Linked DNA regions of Mus musculus: region 1 is linked to region 2. Evidence: chromatin contacts called from public HiChIP or PLAC-seq data. All regions are on one chromosome and are shown on one strand. The core of a region is the stretch at or near the end of the contact, and the rest is flanking DNA. Distances in the headings are between cores, read along the strand shown.

Region 1 (6,015 bases), core at 1,799-4,298, 220 kb after region 2:
CTCGTGAGGTTGCTGTGGGCTTTGAGCCTAGGATGGTGAGTTGCCTCCAGCCCATGGGGGTAGTAGATGGTAGCAGGATGGAGGATGGCCTATGATGTAACTGTTCCCCAGCTTGTCTTTGTACTGATTGGGATCGAGGAGCACCCCTTAATTTCTGTGAAGGGTAAAGGTGCTGTGTGGCTGTGTGTGGGTATAGTGCCATGCCACCTCAGCCACAGTCACTTCCTTAGGGCAAGGGCTCCCAGTGGTGATGAGGGTGAATCTCTGGGTCACGTTGGGGCCATCCCACCTTCCCCTGCACTTGACACCTGGGGCTTAGGACAGAAGGTGTTTTTCTACCCAGGAATGTGAGCGCTCTGGCCACTTTGGAAGGAACTGACAGATGCACCGAGGGAGTGCTTATAGAATCTGGGGTCTGGCCTGCAGCTACAGGCCACTTGCAGATAATTACACTCAGATGAGTTGGGGATTTCTGAAGTCACAGGTCGGGAGGAGAGGGAAGCAGAGAGGGTCCATCTGCCATAATCCTGGTGCTGGGGAAAGGAGCCTGGCTGTCCTGATCCAACCAGCTGGGGAAGCTATTCCAGCTCTAATGTCTTTGCCTCTGATGGCTGAAAGGTCACTGCAGGATGGCTCATCCAAGGCTTTCTTGGATGACCATGATGGTTCCCAAACATCTCACTTGGGTGGTGTGCAGACAGGAGAGCCCACCCCACCCCCTGGCAGGTGCTATAAAATGTCTCCAAGCCATTGTGTTGAACTCTGGCTTGAGGCTGGTGAGATGTTCCCTGTTCATCAGCAGTGACTGAAAATGGGCTGCAAGAAGAGAGCTCTTTCCTGCCCTTTTAGGCCCGCCCCATTTCTTCACTGTTGCTGGCTCTGTCCATGGGGAGGGGCAGCCCTGGGTCTCCTAGCTTTGGGGATGCCTGTCCTCACATGCCCCGAGACTCTCTGAGTCCAGCCTGTGGACTTACTTACTCCACCTCCTCTGCTTGGGGCTAGGGCTGGGCCGATTGCAAACAGCTGCTTGGCCCTCGAGGCGGATTTTCAGGCTCCAGGAGGGACTGTTGTACTAGGGCATGAACAGTGTGGCAGAAAGGCCACACGGGATGTAGTAGGGGAAAGCCAAGACCCTTCTCTCTGCTTGCCTTTGTACGTGAGGAAGGCTAGAGAATGGAGAACAGACAGCTCATCTGTCCATTGTGGTCCTTCAGGTACCCCTGTAATCAGGTCAGGACAGCCAAGGAGGGTCAGCCTCTGGACTGGAGGGGAGGGGCCACAGGTTCCAATCAGGCCCTGGGGTCTTGCTATTCCCCAGAGCTTCCTTTGGTTCTGGTAACGGAACCTTTGCACATGAAGACGCATGCCCGATGTTCACTGAATGTGAAGACCAGGACTCTCCAGGTTGCTGCCTCCTCCTGCTCCCCTCTCCCCCTTCTCCTCCTTTTTCTTCTTTCCCTCTTTATCCTCTTCTTACTTCCCCTCCACTTCCCCCTCCTCTCTTCCCTTCTCAGTCTCCTCTTCCTGTTCCTCCCCACCCCTTCTCCCCCTCTTCCTCTCCACCTTCCTCCCCACTCCTCTCCCCACCCTCCTCCCACTTACCCAAGTGTTTCCCTACCTAGTCTATCCTAATGGCATCTTCTAAGCCAGGGCTCTAAATGTGTCCTGCTTGAACCCCCTTTTCATGTGACCCTGGCTCTACAGATATGTAAAATAGGCGCACAAACCAAACATTTACTGATTAGTGTGAGGAAGTTTATTTTAAAACAGTTCTTTGCTATACCTATTATGCCATCTTTTAAAGATAAAAGCAAGTTTGGGTGCTAATTAAATAGGTACATGTATTTATCTTTATATAAAGATTAAATCTTGGCTGAATATTGCCATGGTCAGATGTATAGTGGTCTCCGTGTTTTTCAGAGATGCTCAATGTCTTGATTTTATGATCGTCAGTGCTGAGAATTCAGCCTCGTACAAATGCATAGTACAAGTGGGCAGAGATGGGTTTGGGGCCATTTGATAAATTGTTGGAAATTTCACCCTAATCCCAAGCCAAAATTCATTTAATGATTTTTTGTTTTCACAAACAGAAATCATTTTGTTTTCATGCTCAGATCAGCAGCTCAAATGACAACTTTTGAAAAATCAAACATAGTGGCATAATAAAATTCAAAGATATGCTAATTTGATGCTTGCTCCTGAGGGATGATGGTGGGGAAATATGAAAGCTTGTGTCGTTTGTTTGTGATGAAATCATTATGCTTCTTTAAGAGCAGGAGACATTACATGTAGATGAAGCATTGGTTTCCCGAGGTGCAGCAGTCTGGGCTCCAAGCTGAGGCGTATGTAGTGAGCACCTGTGTCCGCATCCAAGGTCGTAGTGGGGTCACACAATTCACCATAGGTGGCCACTTGCCAGAGAAACCTCAGATTCATGGTACATTTGATTTGAAAATAATTTTTGGTCAGTGCTCATTGAGACACTTGTTGCTGTTGCCAAGCTGTTTCATGACACCCCTCCATATTGTCATGTGGCCCATGAGGTGATACAACCTGTGGTTTAAAGAGCTTGGCTCTAAGACATGAGACATCACCACCCCCACCATCTCCCCATTTCACAGGTGAGAAGACCAAGGCCCACTGAAGCTCTGCAACTGGCAAAGACAGATCTTAAGCTCTTAAGACAATATCTGTGCTCTAGGAATGACTGTCAGCCTGAGGGGTGACATTCAGGCTGGGTGTCAGGGCCAGTAGAGAAGGCTGATTGAAGATAACATTTTCATCTCCACTGAAGGCATTTCCCCCTTTTCTTTGGGGAGGGGTCTCCATCCCTGTGGCAGGGACTAATGAGAGGGTGTGGAGAGAGTGGCAGAATGAGTGTTCCTGTGTGAGTGTGTGTGGTCATCGGGGCTGGGGTTCAGGTTCCTGTCTCCCTGGGCTTCCTGAAGCCCACAGCCCTGGATTCCTGGGTTCTGCTCCGTGTGATCTATCTTTGGAGACCTCTGTGGGTTTGCTCTCCACAGCATCCAGCTGTGAGGAGCCTGTTTGTTTAGGAGTCTGAGTCACGTTTTTTCCATTTTAGTGGGAAGAAGGTCAGATAGTGGGGATTATGGCCAGGTAGGGGCTGTCTGTTCCATCTCAGTTGGCAGCTGATGAAATGAGTGTGGGGGATGCTCTGGGAAAGCCAAACATGAATGGCAAGAGTGGATGGGTTCCTGGGCCTGCCCCCCGCGGCCCTTCCCCTCCCGATAAGCCCGGTGGATGCGGGTGGGGGGTTGAGTCATCAGTTAGAGGGTCCAAGAATCAAGCTGCCACAGCTTAGCAGTAAGCTCAAGGTGGCCAGAGAAGTTAAGTGCGGTGTAGCCCACAGTTAAATCATGAGCCTTTGGAGAAGAAAATTAAAAACTCTGAGAACAATGTCTGGTGACCTGGCTGTCTTAGTGTGCCTCACGGGGCTCTGATCCTATAACTGGTGCTTGCTGTCTAGACCAACTACCTGACCCCCTGGTGTACTTGTGATCTTAGACACTTTGGTCACTCAGTGGACCAGAGTTCTCAGCACACAGTAGCAGAAGGTGGCCTAGGTCTGTGGAGGGGCAGAGACCTGGAACTCAGGTCTCTCTGGCTGTAGTGGGGAAGAGAAAGCATCACCTAGAGGCTGAGGGTGGTATTGCACCTCAGGGCTTCTTGCCTTTTAAAATTGGGTGTGGCTTGGGTAGCCAGTGTGACTCGGTGGAGTCCTCATCCAGGATGATGCCCCATCCTTCATAGGCTTGCGGTGTGGATCTAAGGAGGCAGAGTTGAGGCCATAAAGAACCAGACAGGGCTGTAGTCTGCTGTATCTCATAGTGGACCAGCATGGGGGCATGCCTAGTGAATCCTTTCTGGGACTAGCTGAAAGTAATTTGCAGACTCCAGGGTGTCTGCTGAACAAGAGTATAGCCATTCTGGAGTAGCAGTTGGTGCTGGGAAACCAGGGGAGCCCTGGTCCACGCTGTCCGTGCCATTCTGGGGCAGGCCGCGGTAGTCCTGGCAAGGTAATCTGAACACTGGAGAGCTGGGCTCTCGGGCTAGGTGTCCTGATATCTGCAGGGATGGGGTGCCCAGTGTTTTCCAGGCACACCTAGGGACTGCCCACCAATGTGTGGTGGATCAGAATATCTGGTGTGAGCTCCCACTGCACCGTCCCCTCTTCAGACAGAGGTCCAGACCCAGAGTTGCGCATCACAATTCCCATGGTGATTGGAACCACCCTGGGCCTTTCAGTGATGCCTAGGAAAATAACAGACTTGAAGCTGGCCATGGTGATGGGCATCTGCACTCTAGCGTAATATGTGTGATGTCTCCAGAGAGCCCTGTGGCCCTGCACATAGCTAAGCATGTCTTGTCTCCTTGTGGGGATGAGGTAATTTTTACCTGCTTTTTTTTTTTAATAACCCTAGGCCAGCCTCAGACTTAACTATGTAGCCAAAGATGACCTTGAACTTCCAACCCTTTTACTTCCACATCCCAAGGGTTGTGAGTATAGCTATGTGCTGTTGTAATTTTATGCAGTACCAGAGACTGAACTATGGGCTTTGTACATTTTAGGCAAGCGCTCGCCAACTGAGCTGTGTTCCAAGCTTTGACTTAATTTCTGTGTCCCCTTCACCCCATGTGGTTGCTACCCTGCCCCTGGAAGAACTTTCCAGGTGACTGTGCCCACGAGGAGCCAGCCTGAGGTTGGGTTGACACTCTCCTGGGATCTCTGCCTTCCCTGCAGCTCTCTGCTGACCAGCCAAGCCTGCCATCTCTCAGTATTCATTCCTCAGATGCTGCTTTTAGCCCCAGCTCATCTGATTCCAGGATCTACCATTTCACCCTATAAAAACTCCCAGCCGTGTTTTGCAATGATTTAAATACAGCCTGCTGCTACCCACTCTCTCTGGCTGCTTCTTTCTGTTTGGGCCCTTCCCTTGAACAGTTCCTATTATCTACAACTTTGAGTGTGGGAAGTGAGATTATAAAGGTCTCCTCACTTTAGACACAGGCATGCTCCCAGCCTCCCTCCCGGGGCTAAGACACCAGGCCCCTGCCGTGTGCTCTTTCTGCCTGACTGCTCACGCCTGGTCAATATCATGGCCAGCAGATAAATTCCTTGGCTGAGAGGCAGTCCGACCTCTTTCCAGTCACTTATAAAACTGTTTCCTGGTCTGGCTTCTTGAGTGATGCTGCAGCCAGGACAGAGCCACGCCACCCGGTCTTGGCATCCCACTCTACCTCCTATGCAGCTCTACCCCAGCCTACGTCAGAGTGAGTGCTGGGATGCTCTCACACCCTGCCTGGTTCATGCCTGTTCGGCCATCACCTTCCTTTCCATTTGGACATTTGTACTGGTCCAGGGACACCCTCCATCTGTAGGTGCCAGAGAAGCTGGTTTCTGTTTTCCCTTTCCTGATTCACAGAGTTCTCTACCCATTGACTCTCAAATTTGAACCCCATTTGTGGGCCCCCTCCTATATCCCTCAGTGGTTCATGAGTGCGCTCCTCCCCACATCCTTGGGTAGGAGTTGATGCAGACATGGTGTTGATGGCTGAGTAGCTTCCCTGGCAGGGATTATTCTTGGCCCTCTCCACTCTCACCCTCACAGCTCTGTGGCTTTGCCTCGTCTCTGATCTCATCCCTGGCCTCAGTTCTGAGCTCTTCAAGGGATGGGTACACACAGCTGCCTGCTTGGGTAGGAGCCTGCTGCTGATCTCCCAAACTATTGTTCATCGTGTCTCTGTTGGGCCACAGGTTCAAACCAGAGCCTGTTCTGTGACTCAAGTCCAGAACTATTAGCCATAGGAGAACCTTGTCTGCCGCGTTCCTGAGAATGCTGTATACCTACTAAATGCCCTGCCTGCTCGGCTAAGCCCCAGAATTCAGCTCAGCAGCACCTCTATGGGCACCGGCAATGTCCAAGGCACTGTGTGTGGCTTTGCCAAGGAGTCCTTAAGGAAACCTCTTTCCTGAAGTGTAATGCAGTGAGCTCT
Region 2 (5,427 bases), core at 1,096-3,595:
CTGATCCAAGGCTTCTGCAGTCATAATTAGCCACTCTTGCCTATGAGTCTTCCCTATCTTGTGACAAAATATCTACTTTCTGGCAAGCCTCATCCTGGCTGAACAGTCTCTATATTGCCTGGTTAGTCATTTCAAAGACCCAGTATGGAGGATGGGATTGTCTGCACTTTCCAGGTCAGGGAACTGAGGGCAAGAGCAGAGTGGCCTGGCTTGGCCACCAAAGAGTTGCAAGGCAGAGCTGGGGTGTGCCCTTGCCCTGCCCATCTTAACCACACCTTCTGTGAGAACCCAGGGTCAAGTCTTCAATAGAGCCTGCTGATATTTGTTGGTAGAACGAATGGCCCACAATACTGGGGGACAGAGATCATTGAAGTTTCTCTATCCACCCCCACAGACCTTTCCTGATCCTTTCTGTTCTGAAACTTAGCGTGAGCAGGCTGTCTGCAGCCCAGATTTCACTGGCCAGGGTAGAAAGTTGGTACTTTATTGTTGGTCACCACGTGTTGCCCTGGCGAGGATGGCCCAGGAGTTTGAAGAACAGGTCTTAGCTCTCTACTGTGATAACACGTCCCTAAGGTAAAGCTTATAGTCTCTTTCTGCTCTCTGGCCTTGCTGTTGACACAGGGAGTTAGTTCTACCCCCTCACAGCCTGCCATAAGAGTCTCAAAATGGCCCTGTCAAGGAAGGAATCTGGGGGTTTTCTCCCTGGCCAGTGGGTCCAATGGAGCTGTGCTACCTGATGCAGGCACTACCAGAAGCACCCCAAGTTGTGTGCCACACTAAGGGAACTCCCAGGTGATGACCTGGGAAAGGAGGCCTGGTTTGTAGTGCAACCCAAGGCATTAGCAACCCCATTTTGTTTCCCAGCCCACATAGGAGGACCAGACATGGCCTTTCTCTAAGACAGGTCTATAGCTTTTCTGGTAGGCTGCTAAAAGACATCTTTAAGATAGAGTCCCACAACTATTGCTTTTTTTGTTGTTTTTGTTTTTTGTTTTTTTTCTGAGACAGGGTTTCTCTGTATAGCCCTGGCTGTCCTGGAACTCACTTTGTAGACCAGCTGACCTCAAACTCAGAAATCCGCCTGCCTCTGCCTCCCGAGTGCTGATATTAAAGGCGTGTGCCACCAAGTTCGGCCAACTATTGCTTTTTACAGAGAAAAAGTGCAGTCCTGGAGGACGGTGGTAGTGGGCCCACGCAGAGCTTTCTTTTTTGTCTTGAGGGGAGGTGTTCTCTTTGGGCAGCACCTACTCTGTGCAGCCTGTGGACTTTGGTAAACCCCTCTGCCAGGGCCTCCACGCTGGATTTTGGTCTGGCAGGCACCAGCTGGGAGTGGAGGGAGGCGGGACTGCCGGTTGCCTGGCTTGGCGCAGGGGGAACTCTGCGCTTAGGGAGGCTGGCTTGGCTCCGCTCAGGTAGCTCACACCCAAATCCGAATTCCAGCTGCCCAAGTCGGCGGGCGGGTTGCGGAGGAGGCCCAGGCTCTCCCTGGGTAGGAGTGCTTCCTTTCGTTTTTAAACAAACAAATCATGAATTTAAGTCAGGGCAGAGAGCTAACCAAGGTATAAAAATAGCCTGGGGCCACGGGTGATGTCCGAAGCCGGCAGTAGCGCCCTTCAAGCCCCGCGCCTCTGAGGAGGGTGAGAGCCGTCGTGTTAACGTGGGTACCCCGAGCAGCACCCCAGCCCCCCTCTGCCTGTCTGGCCTGCGGTCAGACACCAGGGTCCTTTTTGGGCCTCTCGCGTGTTAGGTGAAGGGGACTGGGACGTCCAAAGGGCAGCATCTCCCTGCCCAGCTGCTTGCCTCTGGCTCACGGCCCTTCACCGGCCTCAGTTTCCCCATGTGTCCACCGGGATGCGCAGGGCCTCGGCTCTTCTGCAGGGAGCCTTGCAGGACCAGGGTCCTCGCGCGGCCACGGCCGGCCTCTTTGTGTGTCCGCGCAGACAATGGCCCGGCCGCGGGGCTCTCCTCCCGGCCCGGCTCTCCTCCTCCTCCTCCACCACCACCGCGGGCCGCCGGGTTTTTGGGCAGCCGGGAAGGGAAGGCTGCTTTACCCCACCGCCCCGCCCTCCTCCCACGCCGCCGCCCCACGGCTCCTGGGAACCCTTGGCAGATGCAAACTTGCAAGTTTGCAGGGCGCTCACAACTCGGGGCCGGGCTGCGAGCGCGGGGTGGCCGTGGTGGTGGCGGCGGCGGCGGCAGCGGCGGGCGGGGCGCGCACCGGTTGCGGGCGGGGCGAGTGGCGGCGACGGCGCTGCGCCGAGTCCGCGCCCGTCGCGGGCCCCCCGCCGCTCCCCCCCCACCCCCCCGCCCCGCTGCAGGCCGGGCCGGAGCGGGTCGCGGGCGCGCGGCGGAGGCGCGGGCGGCGGGTGCGCGCGCGGGGCGCGCGCAGGCACAAGTAGTTTACATTGTTGGGCGACTTTTGCAACAACTCGCCGCGCCGCGGCCTCCGCGCGCCGCCGCCGCCGCTGCCGCCGCCGGCTCCCCGCCGCCCGGGCCCCGGGCGGGCCGCGCCGGGGGCCGCCGCGCTGCCGCCCTGCTGCTCCGCCGCCGGCTGGGCATGAGTTAGTCGCAGACATGGACACCAAACATTTCCTGCCGCTCGGTGAGTGCTGGCCGCGGCGGCGCGGGCGAGGGAGGGGGCCGGGGCTGGCGGGGCGGGGGCGCGTGCGCAGCGCGCGCTGGGGGTCCGGCCGGGCCCATTGGCCCCGAGCCGTGGCGGTACCGAGAGTTAGCGCGCCGGGCCCGGGGAGGCGAGTGGGCACAGGGCAACTTTTCCCGGGCCCAGGCGCGCGGCGGGAGAGGGCGAGGACGCCGGGCCTCTGACTTGCCGAGGAGCGGGAGTGGGCGGCGGGCTGGCGCGAGCGCAGGTTCGCTCGGGACGTGGAGAGGGACCCTCACGCTGCGCCTCGCGCTTCCGCGGACCCCCGGGGCGCCCAGCTCTAGCTATCCGGGAACCGAGCCACGCCGGAGGAGCAACTTCTGAGCTCGCTGGAGGGCTCCGGGCCTCCCTGGCATTGGGATGGGGACGACGCGCTGGGCTCCGGGAGGCCACTGCTCTTCCCGGCTCGTCGGGCTGTGGCTTGGAGAAGGCCGCTGGCCCCTGGCTGTCTCTTTGCCCAGGATAGAGTCTGCGATCTTGCCGTTCCCCGACAGCAGACCAAACCTAGGTGGGCACGGTCACTCTGGGTCTCTGATTAAACCCAGGACTGGGGCCCCACACTCTGGCACCCCTAGTTTTCAGTATTTAGGGGAGACAACCCATCGGCAGAAGGATCATTTTCTTGTCCTGCAACCCTCCCGCCAGCAGCACCCAGCCCCAAACAGCCTGCCAACTCCCGGAGTAGAACCAAGCAGGGTCAGAGCCCCCCACTCATTACTCTCCCTGGGGTTTGGGAGCCAGAGGGAAGCAGGGTAGGGAGACTTATAAATGAGCTCCGGGAAAGATATTAATTTGGTGGTGAGGACAGCAGCCAGGCTGTCAGGCTGGTGAAGAATTTGTGCTGATTGGAAATCAGGACAGCAGATTATGGACGAAGCTCCACGATGATCATTGCCTCTTTGCCTCCCACCCCCTATGAGGTTTGGGATGCATTTTGGCTACCCTGAGGGGTGATCAGAACCCAGCATGGTTGCCAGGACTTTTGGTGATTTGGGGAGGTGGTACCTCCTTAACCTCCAGCCTTCTCACAAACAGGTCTGCTGCAAAGTGACTGGGGTTGTGTTACAAGTGTGTCACAGCTTCAGACTCTCCATCCTTATGAGTAGTGATAGAGACAGTGGGAGCACACCTGAGCTTGGGGGTCTAGCTCCCCGGCTATAAACTCCTGTCCCTGTTGCAGTTGAGAAACTGACTGGGGAAGGCTTCACTTCGAGGCTACAAATGGTGGATTTGGCATTGTAACCCCCTGCCAAAGTCAGCCGACAAGAAAGCTTTGTTACTGTGGCTTGTTGCTGTGGGGCCTGGGGTGGGGTGGGGGTGGGAGGCTCCTGAGACATCTCTTTCTCCTTCATTCAAGCCTTGATGTGCACACAGAGTTGGGTCCTTCAGACAGGAATGCTTTGCTCAGTCTCTGGCCTGGGACACGGCCAGGGCCTGGCACTACTTTGGCTAGGTCTTGAGATGGGAACACCACCCCAGGAGAGACAGAGCCCGTTCTCAAAGTTGACACATACAGAACTGGCAATGACATTGCAGGCGGCTGGACTGGAGTCTCCATGAAGAGGAGTTATGTCTCAGAGCTGCTGTGTTGGCTTCACAGAGTGGTGGCTCTCAGGACCAGCTTTGGCCTCCCAGGCAGCCTGTGCCCCAGGGCTGAGGGCTGAGTCCTGGGCTCTGATTACGTTTTATTTTTTACTAAGCTTGTGACCAGCTCTGAAGTCCAGTGCAGTTGAAGATCCATTTAAGCGGCTACTTGCCTAAGCCCTTTTGTCAACACAGCCTAATCCCTCCTGGGGGCTGAGTGTCAGAGGATCTGGCTCGTCCAGGGTCCCCACTGACAGCTTGGGTCTGACTTGAAGTGTCTAGGAAAGTTTGGCCATCCCTTTTTCACTCCCTTGCCCCTTTTGGGGTCCGGGACCCAGGGCTCTTTCCAGTGTGCACTGTGTGTGTTTGGTGGTCCAGGCAGCCTCCAAGCTTCTGCCAACTGAGCTGATCTGCACAGGACAGATCTAGGAAGAAAGAAGGGAGGTTGGGGAATTTGCCCCAGGCAGCCCCTGTTTCCTGGCTCTGCTGTCCAGGGCTGGTCTTCCTCCATGCCAGTTGGGGAGTTGGGGTAAGGGCTGGCCTCAGCCTAGATGGTGGGACTGGAAGGCTGAGCCTGCAGAGTCCAAAGGTCTCAAGCCTGCACTGCCCCTCTCAGCTGTTAGTGGCCCATTTGCTTGTGAGAGTAACAGGTTTCCAGAAGCCAGGCTCTAGACCTCCAGCCACCCTCTTGTGTGGTACTTGGGGACCTGGTGAGCTTGGGGCCTGCCTGAGGGGGCTTTTAGTAACATCAGAGCCCTTGTGACCCAAAATAGAGCACATTCCGGGAGTCCCGAAATAACAGAGTCACATGACTCTCAGGAGGCTGGGCTTGGAGTCCAGCTTGGGCCTGACTAGGCAGTTCATGTTTAGGCCCCTGGCTGTCTACTGATTTGGGCATTTCTTTTGGGAAACGCTGGAGGAGACTTCGTTGTTGACTGAGGAAGTATTAGGGAGAGAAAAAGTGACTCCCTGATGGTGGTCTGACTGTGGTGGTGGACTTGTCTGGCAGTATTCTTCTTTGGGCTGGCCGTGACTATTGTGCTGGGCACAAGCATTTGTCTCAGATGTGGGCTCAGAGAGCTAGGCCCACCGGAAGGAGTCACTGAGGGTGGGGAGCTCTACACACAGCCCAGGTCTGCACTGCTCAGAGTCTGTGGGGTGTGTGGGGTGCAGAGTCGAGC

What was found. HiChIP or PLAC-seq counts read pairs in DNA pulled down with a chosen protein or histone mark.
Region 1: an HNF4G HiChIP or PLAC-seq map of pancreatic cancer cells shows a contact between it and region 2. The contact joins the enhancer-like site here to the promoter of Rxra in region 2. A contact is called at or near these places in 1 of 484 Hi-C or Micro-C datasets (embryonic stem cells) and 1 of 115 datasets of contacts at active chromatin or transcription factors (pancreatic cancer cells).

The regions. Positions count from the first base shown.
Region 1 is chr2:27,896,448-27,902,462 of GRCm38.p6, forward strand. All of the region lies in intron 1 of Col5a1 (collagen, type V, alpha 1), which reads left to right. Among named protein-coding and RNA genes, the nearest start is that of Col5a1, 13 kb to the left of the region's middle. Within about 2 kb of position 3,049, at least 9 of the 459 cell types and tissues checked have an H3K27ac peak or open chromatin away from gene starts, as enhancers often do. A contact at or near this core is called in pancreatic cancer cells, where this site is marked.
Region 2 is chr2:27,674,856-27,680,282 of GRCm38.p6, forward strand. Rxra (retinoid X receptor alpha) reads left to right here and starts at 2,346. Exons shown (of 10, transcript NM_011305.3): 1 at 2,346-2,605. The coding sequence starts at 2,578.